Regions from separate parts of the Macaca mulatta genome. Here region 1 is linked to region 2. The links are chromatin contacts, called in public Hi-C maps. All regions are on one chromosome and are shown on one strand. The core of a region is the stretch at or near the end of the contact, and the rest is flanking DNA. Distances in the headings are between cores, read along the strand shown.

Region 1 (5,468 bases), core at 1,753-4,252, 79 kb after region 2:
ACAGCAGATGGTACTAAAAGGAACTAAGAAAGGCTGGAGGAAAATTATGCCAGAGAGACACTAAGATCTACAGATGGAAATGAAGAGACTTTTTTTTCTCCAGAAAGCTTTGGAATTGTTTTTTCTCCATGCACAAAGCTAAATGGATAACTGGTAGACCGACAGTGGTGTGACATCTCCAATGAGGTATGAGAGGCTCGCCAGGCCTCCCAAAGCTGCTTCTCCATACCAGCCGCTTTCCTCCGGGCCCTAAGTTGGAAGAATCCCAGAATAGGAGGGAGTGCGTACAAATGACCCCAGGGTGGGACGAGTGGGCAGTGAGGACAGCCTCACACAGACACCTGTATCCATCGTGCCTTGGTGCAGGGAGTGCCAAGGACAGGGCACAAGTGACTTGTGGCATCAGGCCTGGACTCCTGATGGAGGGCCCGATGGGACAACAGCTGTCCTGGTGGACACCTGCAGAGGACAGCTAGATGTAGCTGTCCCCTGTCTCTCCGCCCAGGCTCACTATGGAGCTAGCTCAGCCCCTCCTGCATGGGTCTCTGAGGCTCTGAGAAGGGCCTCCCAATGCATTCACGAGGTCGGGTGTTGGCTGAGTTTGTCACATAGGAGGACTGAACTGCAGTGTTAACAAGGCTGCCTCTTTCCAGGCCAACTCCGCCTTCACCACACTCTTCCTGGGGGCTGGTGGCACTGGGGTGACTATAAGCATTTTTGGCACACAACGAAGGGGGACTTGAGCGGAGATACATCCAGTCAGGGTTTATGGGATATTTTCTTTTTCTTTCTTTTTTTAGAGACAGTGGAGTCTTACTCTGTCCCTAGGCTGGAGTGCAGTGGCGCAGTCTCGGCTCACTGCAACCTCCACCTCCAGGTTCAAGCGATTCTCCTGCCTTGGCCTCCCGAGTAGGTAGGATTACAGGCACACACCACCATACCCAGCTAATTTTTGTATTTTTAATAGAGACAGGGTTTCACTGTGTTGGCCAGGATGATCTTGATCTCTCAACCTCGTGATCCATCTGCCTCGGCCTCCCAAAGTGCTGGGATTACAGGCGTGAGCCACCACACCCGGCCACAAGGGATATTTTCATTCAGTTGAGTCACATCCTTGCTGGATGTCTGAGGCTGTTGAGTCCTTAGCTGAACGGAGCTTGGTGCTGGAAGTTGGTGAGAAGCAGAGAAGTAAGGTTTGTATGCACGGAGCCATCAGTGGGTCCGCAAGACTCTTCCAGTCATCCAGTGTGAAAAACGGTAAGCAGAAGACTCAACTTGCCACTGCCTGGTTAGAATTACAGTTGTCTCCTCTCTGGAGTGCATTTGGTAATGCAGCATTTCCAGTTTAACACAGCATTTATTTATGTTGTCTTTTTGGATGGAGACTGCACTTACCAGGATCCTTGTTTGTGGAGCATAACCTGCAGCAGTGCTACAGGAAGCTCATCCATTCAAAGCCCAGAAGTCAGTACTATGATTAGGGCCAGCGGTGGCTCAAGCCTGTAATCCCAGACTTTGGGAGGCCGAGGCAGGAGGATCACACGAGCTCAGGAGTTCCAGACCAACAAGCCAGGGCAGCATGGGGACCCCACCTCTACCCTACAAAATACAAAAATTAGCCAGGCGCGGGGGCTGCGCCTACAGTCCCTTCACTTGAGCCCAAGACGTCGAGGCTGCAGTGGGCGCTGCCGTGCTCCAGCGTGGGCCACAGAGTGAGACCCTGTCTATAAAAATAAAAATCTTGGCCAGGCGCGGTGGCTCACGCCTATAATCCCAGCACTTTGGGAGGCCGAGGCGGGCGGATCACGAGGTCAGGAGATCGAGACCATCCTTGCTAACACGGTGAAACCCCGTCTCTACTAAAAATATACAAAAAAAATTAGCTGGGCGTGGTGGCGGGCACCTGTAGTCCCAGCTACTAGGGAGGTTAAGGCAGGAGAATGGCGTGAACCCGGGAGGCGGATCTTGCAGGAAGCCGAGATGGTGCCACTGCACTCCAGCCTGGGCAACAGAGCGAGACTATCTTAAAAAAAAAAAAAAAAAAAAAAAAATCCTAAAAATCTTGTTCAATAATAATGTATAACGACCTTTCTCATTATACAAAACAACTGTAAAATAGCTGTAAAATAGGGTATTACATAATTATTGTCGTACAACATATACACTTTATATGTTACAGAAAATAAACATATGCAAAACCATTCATTTTTGCCACCCATGTTTTCATAGTCTTCCATTCCTTTTTTTTGAAATGCAGTTTCGTTCTTCTTGCCCAGGTTGGAGTACAATAGCGCGATCTCGCCTCACCGCAACCTCCGCCTCCTGGGTTCAACCGATTCTCCTGCCTCAGCCTCCCGAGTAGCTGGGACTACAGGCATGCGCCACCACGCCCAGCTAATTTTGTATTTTTAGTAGAAACGGGGTTTCTCCATGTTGGTCAGGCTGGTCTCGAACTCCCGACCTCAGGTGATCCTCCCGCCTCGGCCTCCCAAAGTGCTGGGATTGCAGGCGCGAACCACCGCGCCCGGCCTGCATTCTTTTTCTTAAAAAGAATCCCACCCCACGCTGCGTTTCGGGCCCCACAGCCCTGGTCCTCGAGCGCAGGTCCCAGCCGCGCAGGCGGCAAAACAAAGGGGGGCGGCCGGGGAGAGAGCGGAGACCCCGCGCCTCCTCCGCCCGCGTGGCCCGGCCGGGGTGCGGGGCCCGGGGAGGCGCAGGCGCCGCCCGCGTGTGCTGGGAGGCCGCGGGGCCCGGGTTCAGGGGTCCTCCCGACCTGCGCCCCCAGCGGCCGCCGCGCCTCGCCAGGCCAGGCCCCAACGTTGCCCTCCCCACGTCAGCCGCGCGCGGCCGCGGCGTCCCTCAGACGAGCCGAACGCCGAATGGCCCCGAGCACGGGAAGTGCCCGCCCCCCGCGTGCCGCCAGCCAATGGGACGCCGGAAGCGGGGAGGCGCCGAAGGGACGTCGCGTCGCCGCGCCGGGTCTCTAGCAGCTGCCGCCGAGCCGCCGGACTGACGCCCGCCTTCGCCCGCCATGGCCGAGAGCGACTGGGACACGGTGACGGTGCTGCGCAAGAAGGGCCCCACGGCCGCCCAGGCCAAGTCCAAGCAGGTGCTTTGCTGACGGAGGAGCGGCCGGGCCGGGCTGGGCGGACGCTGGGCCGGGGCCACGGACCGTGGGGCAGGGGGTCGGGGAAGGCCAGGCGGGGCCCGGGACGGGGCGCGGGGGGCGGGGACAAGGCTCGGGTGCCGGGGGGAGGATGGGGTTCGAGGGGCGGGGAGCATCGCAGTGGCAGGAGGACCGGGCCAGAACAGGGGTGGGAAGGTGGGGGGCGGACCCAGGAGGTAGGGGGCGGGCGACTGCGGGAGAGGAGGAGCAGGGAACGGGACAGGGCAAGGGGCAGGTGATAGGACGGGGATCAGTGCCAGGGTGGGGTGGGAAGGGGATAGGGGCAGGGACTGTTGGTGGGGACAGGTGTGAGGACAGAGGCAGGAGGTGGGGACGGGGGCGGGGACAAGGCTGGGGCCTTGTGTGAGGATAGGGGTCAGAGGACCAGGGTGGGCACTGGGAACGGGGGGCAGGGATGGAGTTGGGGACAGGGCTTGGGAGGACAGGGACTAGAGTCGGGGACAGGGCTTAGGACAGGGGTGGGGACTGGGGCAAGCAGCAGGAACCAGCGATGAGGGTGGGGAATTGGGGTTGGGATAGGGCTGGGGGCCAGTGGACAGCAGTTGAGGGCCTGGGGCGGGAGACCGGGTGACTGGGACAGAGGTTAGTGACCTGAGTGGGAGTTGGGGACAGAGGGTAGGCTCCTCCTTGAGCCTTTTCTCTTTGCTTGGGGCCTGCTTGGTTCTACTGGTCTCCGCTAGTCAGATACTGCCCAAGGAGCCTACCTGGTCCATCACAGGCTGTAGGGAGTGCCTGCATCAGGGAACCCCATGAGCAGGTGGACCTTGCCTCCCCCTGTTGCACGGGTGGAACATGGGTGTGTCCTGAGCAGTACTTGTGGAAGGAGATTACCAGTGTGGCTGATGTTTCCGAGGGTCAGTTGTGAGTCTGATGTAATAGGGAGGACGGTTTAGTCACCACCTCTGCCTCATTCGTACTCTCAGGTGGCCTAGGGCTGAAGCCTTTGAGGCCAGTTGGGCCAGGATGTGCTGGGGCTCTGGTGACAGGGATTCATTGGTCTGCCCTGCCCTTGCTGGTTGTATGGTCAAAACCAAATTCATTCTCCTTTCCTTTTAAAGGAAACTTAATGGCCATAAGCTAGGAGTCACGGGGAATAATTGGGTGGCAGCATCTGTGAGTACATCACACTTAGGATGCTCCACAAGTCACTTCTCTGAAGTGGTAGAAATGTTAGCCAGGCACAGTGGCTGAAGCCTGTAATCCCAGCACTCTGGGAGGCCAAGGCGGGTGGATCATGAGGTCAGGAGTTCAAGACCAGCTTGGCCAAGATGGTGAAACCCTGTCTCTACTAAAAATACACAAAATTAGCCAAGCGTGGTGGCAGGTGCCTGTAATCCTAGCTACTGGGGAGGCTGAGGCAGGAAAATCGCTTCAACTCGGAGTGTGAAGGTTGCAATGAGCTGAGATCGTGCCACTGCATTTCAGCCTGGGCGACAGAGTGAGACTCTCAAAAAAAAAAAAAAGTCAAGAAATACATTATATTAATATTCAGTGACTGTAGATGAGATACCATCACTGTAATTGGTGATGTTTCTGGGGAGCCTGCAGGCTTCCATGAAATGTGTCATCTTTGTGTTACTAGGAGCCAGATTCAGGGAGGAAGGCCACACCAGGCCAGCATTTGGTGTTCCTTCCTACTTTTGCAGTAGAGTCCAGCAGAGAAGTAAATCTATGCTAAATATGATTTCTCAGAAAGAATCCACTAGCGCATACTAGCTATTCAGGAGGGAGGCTGAGCCCAGGAGTTCCAGACCAGCCTGGGCAACATAGCAAGACCCCAACTCAAAAAAAAAAAAAAATCCCTAGTGCGTCTTTCTCAACAGCAAAGGAAGTGGTGTTCCCTTAGCAGTTTATTGTGGATTTCCTAGACATCTGATTGTAGAGGTTTTTATATAACGAGTTTGGGGTTTTGTTGTGTTTTGTTTTTTTAGACAGTATCTCATTCTGTTGCCCAGGCTGGAGTGCAGTGGCATTATCATAGCCCACCACACCCTCAAACTCCTGGGCTCAAGTGATCCTCCTGCCCTAGCCTCCCTGTACAGGCATGCACTACAATGTCTGACAATTTTTTATTATTTTGTTTTTTTGTAGAGACAGGATCTCGCTGTGTTGCCCAGGCTGGTCTCGAACTCGTGGCCTCAAGTGATTTTGCTACTTCGGTTTCCCAAAGTGCTGGGATTACAGACATGAGCTGCAGTACCTAGTTGAGCTTGGGTAATTGAACCCAGCACTGCATATCAGTCATTGGGCACCACTAGTCCTTAGCAGTGTGCTAACTGGC
Region 2 (5,467 bases), core at 2,444-4,943:
GACCAACTCCAAGGTGCCTTCTCCTCCCACCCCTGCCCACTGTGGCCGATTGGTGGCTGACCCCTGGACTTTGAGTTCCTAGGGGGAGGGACCAGCCCACCTGGTGGCTCCAGGGCCTGGCACACAGTGGGCCTTCAGAAATGTTTATCAAACAAATACCAGGGGCCGCAGGCAGGGCCTGAGAGGAGCAGCTCAGGGGCCAGGTCCAGGCCCAGTGTGGCCAAGCCTTGCTTGGTTCCTGACTCTGGCCCTAGCCCAGGGGCTGCCCTGAGGGCAGAGTTTGCCCACATCCACATTCTGCTCTGCTTCCTGCTTTCAGGGGGGACGTGGGAGTGGATGAGGTGTGCAGAGAGTGCAGTGGCTGTGGGTGGACAGCACCAACTGCTGCCACCGACACGGGCCAGCTGGTGCCAGCTCGGCTCAGAAGAGGTCAAAATGGGCAGTGATGGGAGACAGCTGGCCTCCCACGGGGGCGGAGGAGCAGCCCGGGGGCTGCAGGACAAGGGCCCAGCCAAGAGCAGCCTTGGAGTGAGGTTGGACGCCCCCAGATCCCAGCAGGGCACAAGGTGGGCGTGTGCCAGAGAGGATCTCGCCTCCCCAAATCCCAAGAGCCTCTGAAATCGGCCCAGTGCCCACTGTGTGGGCTCCAGCCAACAGGGAGCCCCAGGCTTTTAAAGAGGTGGGGCGGGGGCGGAGAGGGCCTTGGTGGTACTGGCGCTGGTCCAGAGTGGACAGAAAAGAGTCAGGGAGGGGTCTGAGACATTTAATAAGAAGGTACCTCTCCACCCACTGTCCTCTGGGGCAGCCGGCAGAATATCCCCCGCCCCAGGTGGCAGGGCCCTGATCTGAGGCTGGGGGCTCACGGGGGATGGGCGGCAGGCATCCCACCGGCGGGGCATCTCTCAGGGCACTGACTTCTCAGCACTGGAGCTGCGGGCCAGCCTCACCGCCTCACTTCTGCAGCAGAGACGAGACTCAGCCGGTGGCAGTGGCCCCCCTCACCGTGCCGCCATGCTTGCCCTGCTGTGCACTCACCATCCAGGACGTGGAACTGGTCTGCAGCCTCGCAGAAGCCTGGGGGCCCAAGGCAGGGGTCAGGCTGGACATCAGCCCAGAGAGTAGGGGTGGCTGAGCCGGGGACCTGCTGGGGACACTCACCATACTTGGGGAAGTAGAAGATCTGGTCCTCAGTCAGGTGGGCCTCCCGGACCCGCTGCTCAAACCCACTCAGGACCGAGTCGCTCACAGGGAGTGAGCGGGCTGCGGGGCAGACAGGGCTCCTGGGGTCCCAGCACCAGGCGGTGTGGAATGGCGTCTGTGTGTCCCCTGCCCCCTCGGAGCCCTCTCCCTGCCCCCACACCAGGCCTGTCTGTCACTACTCCTCCCTGGGCCTCTGCTTAGCAGGAGGGTCAGGATGGGAGAGAGGAAGGGTGTGTCCCCCTGGACTCAACCAGCCCCCCCGGATGGCCCAGTGAGTGTGCAGAGCTTGAGCGCCTGCCTGCCTGGTCAAAGAGGCTGGCCCCCACATACCGTAGAGCTTCACTGACAGCTGCCCCGCCCGCTCCAGGTACAGGACAGCGAAATTCTGGTAGTCGGTCTCAGCAACAACCACATGCACAGCCCCTCGGGCGCCTCGGGCTGGGGCAGAGCCACGGCAGCCACGTCAGAGAGCCACGGCGGCTGCGTCACCACCCACCCACATGCCCTGCGGTCCCTGCCTCACCTTGAAGCAGGAAGCGGCCGAGGACCCCTGTGTCTCCATACAGCTGGCGCACCTGCCAGCAGATCCCATCCCTGGGGGGGGCAGGGAGGAGGCACCGCAGGCTGGGGGACCCCAACCAGGAACCCTAGTCCAGGCCACAGTCGGGGTGGGGTCAGGGGCCAGGGCAGGGCTGAAGTCCGGGGGCTGAGAGGAGGGTTGGGGTTAGGGTGCAGGGCTGCTCTGGGACTCACAGCTTTCGGAAGGTGCTGACAGCCATGGCTGTGCCCTGGGGAGCCACGTGCAGTGTGGTGGCCTCAGCCCGGTGGCCCTGCTCCTGCAGGAAACGGCAGGCAGAGCCCACAGCCACAAGGAGCCAGGTCCCTGCAAACTGGGGACAGGCCATGGGAGGACTCGAGGGCACTGTGGGAGGGCCCCTCACCTGCCTGCCTCTACCCCCAAAACAACTTCACCTGCTTCCCTCTACACCCCCCATAACTTCCCCTGCTTCCCTCTCCCTGCCAACAACTTCTACCTGCCTCCCTCTGCCCCCTACAACTTCACCCTCTCCCCCGACACACAACTTCTACCTGCTTCCCTCTACCCCCTACAACTTCACCATCTCTCCCCCGACACACAACTTCTACCTGCCTCCCTCTACCCCCTACAACTTCACCCTCCCCCCACCACACACAACTTCTACCTGCCTCCCTCTACCCCCTACAACTTCACCCTCCCCCCTGACACACAACTTCTACCTGCCTCCCTCTACCCTCTACAACTTCACCCTCCCCCCCCGCCACACACAACTTCTACCTGCCTCCCTCTACCCCCTACAACTTCACCCTCCCCCCCGACACACAACTTCTACCTGCCTCCCTCTACCCCCTACAACTTCACCCTTCCCCCCCGCCACACAACTTCTACCTGCCTCCCTCTACCCCCTACAACTTCACCCTCCCCCTGACACACAACTTCTACCTGCCTCCCTCTACCCCCTACAACTTCACCCTCCCCCCTGCCAACACAACTTCTACCTGCCTCCCTCTACCCCCTACAACTTCACCCTCCCCCCTGCCAACACAACTTCTACCTGCCTCCCTCTACCCCCTACAACTTCACCCTCCCCCCCGCCACACACAACTTCTACCTGCCTCCTTCTACCCGCTACAACTTCACCCTCCCCCCCCGCCACACAACTTCTACCTGCCTCCCTCTACCCCCTACAACTTCACCCTCTCCCCCCCGCCACACAACTTCTACCTGACTCACTCTACCGCCCCCCACAACTTCACGTTCCTCCCTCTACCCCCCACAACTTCTACCTGCTGAGCATCAAAATTGGCCTTGGGCTGGATTGTGCTGATGGCGGATGGGGGCCGGGGTGGCCTCTGAGGCCTCTGGCCCAGCGAGCCAGCTGTCAGAAGCAGAATCAAGAGGATCGCAGTCCCAGGGGGCAGCATGGTGGCGGCGGCAGGGTGGCAGGACTGTGGGAGGCCAAGGGTAGCACCACCAAGTCCCAGGACAGAGTCTACTGTGCAGTCACAGAGCCCGGCCCAGGAAGTCCATGTCCATCCCTTGCCTCCCTAACCCCAGCCCTGGGCCAGCCCCACATCCCACCCCCAGCTTTCTCGTGAGCCCAGCTTTGATCTGCACTTCCCGGCAGGGCCCTGGCACCATGTCCTATGTACAAAGTCCGAGTTGACCTCTGGTTGTTTATCCATTTCCCCTGCACCCTTGATTTCCACTGACAGTCCTTAGCCCTTTGCACATTATCTTCCTTAAACCATCACCCAGTGGTTTTAGCTCCATGACCAACGTCACGGGGTTCATGAAGCCACTTGCTCAGGGCCCGGAAACAGGGAGCGCCGGAGGCGGGTCCCGAACCAGGGGTCTTTGAGTGTCGCCCGCAGCCCCGCCCACGACCGCCGCTCGTTGGCCACAAGGGGCGCTGTTCCCAACGCGCCCGAGTGCGCGCAGGCGCACGAAGAAAAGCCGGCCGGGCCGCCGAGGCCCGAGGCGCAGGCGCACGAGGGGCGGACGCGGGCTGCCCGCGCTCTCTGCCTTCCTCGGCCATCGATGCCTCGGGGCTCGTGGCGTCGGGCCTGGCGGGTTCCCCGGTGGGCGGGGGCGGCCGTCCGAGCGGCTGCGGCGGCGGAAGCGGGTCCGGGCCGCGCGGGGCGGGGGCGGTGCAGCGGGCGGAGGCGGCCGTGGTGAGTGCGCCTGCGGCCCTCGGGGGTCCCGCCTCGTCGGCCCCGCCCGCTCTGGGCGACTGCAGAAGCCCCGAGGCCGCCCGTGCGCGCGTCCCCGCCGGCCGCCCCGAGCCAGCCGGGCAGGGTTTCTCCAGGGCCGCAGGGCGGAGGCCACTGCCCGGCCGCCCCGAGCCTCCCCTCGGCGGAAGCCCGTCCCCGGACGGCGCCCGGTGTCCCCGTGCTTCGCGAGCGGCGGTCCGGGCCCCGGCGGGCTGAGGGGCGCCCGCTGCCGGCCGCAGGAGGCCGGGGGATGGCGCGGCGGAGCGGGGACGGCCCGGCCCGCCCGGAGCTGCCGGGTCCTTGGTTGGACGGCGGTGCCCGGGCGTCCCCTGCAGACACCCAGCCCCGTGGAACTCCCGGCAGGACGGTTGGGGCGGGAGGAACCGGGCGCCCGCTCTCGGTCTCCCTTCTCGGGCCTGGGCTGAGGGCAGCCGTTGGTGGGTTTCAGGGCCGCCTGGGCAGAATGTCACGATGGACGAGGGCGGCACGCCCCTGCTCCCCGACAGCCTCGTCTACCAGATCTTCTTGAGCCTGGGCCCGGCCGACGTGCTGGCCGCGGGGCTGGTGTGCCGCCAATGGCAGGCCGTGTCGCGGGACGAGTTCCTGTGGAGGGAGCAGTTCTACCGCTACTACCAGGTGGCCCGCGATGTGCCCCGACACCCAGGTCAGTGGCGTGCGGGGCCCCTGCCCACGTTCTGCAGCCAGGGCCCCGGGCTCCTGTGTTTGGGGGTCAGCCTGGCTGGGGGCCTGCCCCGCGGCCCCGAGTGTCCATCCTCACACCCTCACCCTGATCGAGGTCTGTCGGACACAGCCCAGGCCCCCCTCAGAGCATGGGGGCCAGAGGGTTCATTGGGTCACTTGGGGGGTGGGGGGTACAGGTGTCTCTGTGAATTGCAGGGTTGTATCCCCCAGCCAAGGCCTATGCCATGGGTAGTGGGTTCCAGGGGCACCACGGGGCCTGCCAGGACTGCTGGGGCCACACTCTGACCTTGACTGTGAGGAGGAAGGCCTGGGCCCAGGACTGACACTGCCCACCCACAGCGGCCACGTCCTGGTACGAGGAGTTCCAGCGGCTGTATGACACGGTGCCCTGCGTGGAGGTGCAGACGCTGCGGGAACACACGGACCAGGTCCTGCACCTGAGCTTCTCCCATTCGGGGTACCAGTTCGCGTCCTGCTCCAAGGACTGCACTGTGAAGGTGAGGATGGCCAGGTGTCCTGCACATCCCACCCAGCTGCCCCGAAAGCACGGAGGTCCCAGGACCCAGGCGTTCCAACCAGGTGGGAAGGGAGGGTCAGGCCAAAGGTGACACAGCAGCTTCCTGCATCCAGCGGAGGGACCACAGGATCAGGAGCGGTGCAGGGTGGCCCTGAGGGCTGAGGAGAGGGTCCCACAGGGGCAGGCTCCTACCCTCTATACCGATGCTCTCAGAGTGGATGACAGTGGCTTCAAGGAGTCCCTGCCCCCTGGTGGCCTCTGAGCAGGGCTGGCAGAGCTGGGGCCTCATGGCGCTGT

The links. A called contact is a pair of places that touch in the nucleus more often than the background predicts.
Region 1: a Hi-C map of liver shows a contact between it and region 2, with 1.8 times the contacts expected there. The contact joins the promoter of EDF1 here to the promoter of FBXW5 in region 2. A contact is called at or near these places in 2 of 14 Hi-C or Micro-C datasets (fetal cortex germinal zone and liver).

Annotation. Positions count from the first base shown.
Region 1 is chr15:5,599,585-5,605,052 of T2T-MMU8v2.0, forward strand. It overlaps EDF1 (endothelial differentiation related factor 1), which reads left to right and starts at 3,003. Exons shown (of 5, transcript NM_001193597.1): 1 at 3,003-3,109. The coding sequence starts at 3,032.
Region 2 is chr15:5,519,782-5,525,248 of T2T-MMU8v2.0, forward strand. FBXW5 (F-box and WD repeat domain containing 5) reads left to right here and starts at 3,694. Exons shown (of 9, transcript XM_015116336.3): 1 at 3,694-3,912; 2 at 4,400-4,615; 3 at 4,993-5,150. The coding sequence starts at 4,423. It overlaps C8G (complement C8 gamma chain), which reads right to left and starts at 3,384. Exons shown (of 7, transcript XM_015116337.3): 1 at 3,025-3,384; 2 at 1,954-2,090; 3 at 1,724-1,794; 4 at 1,531-1,638; 5 at 1,159-1,260; 6 at 1,036-1,074; 7 at 750-957. The coding sequence starts at 3,162. The coding sequence ends at 944.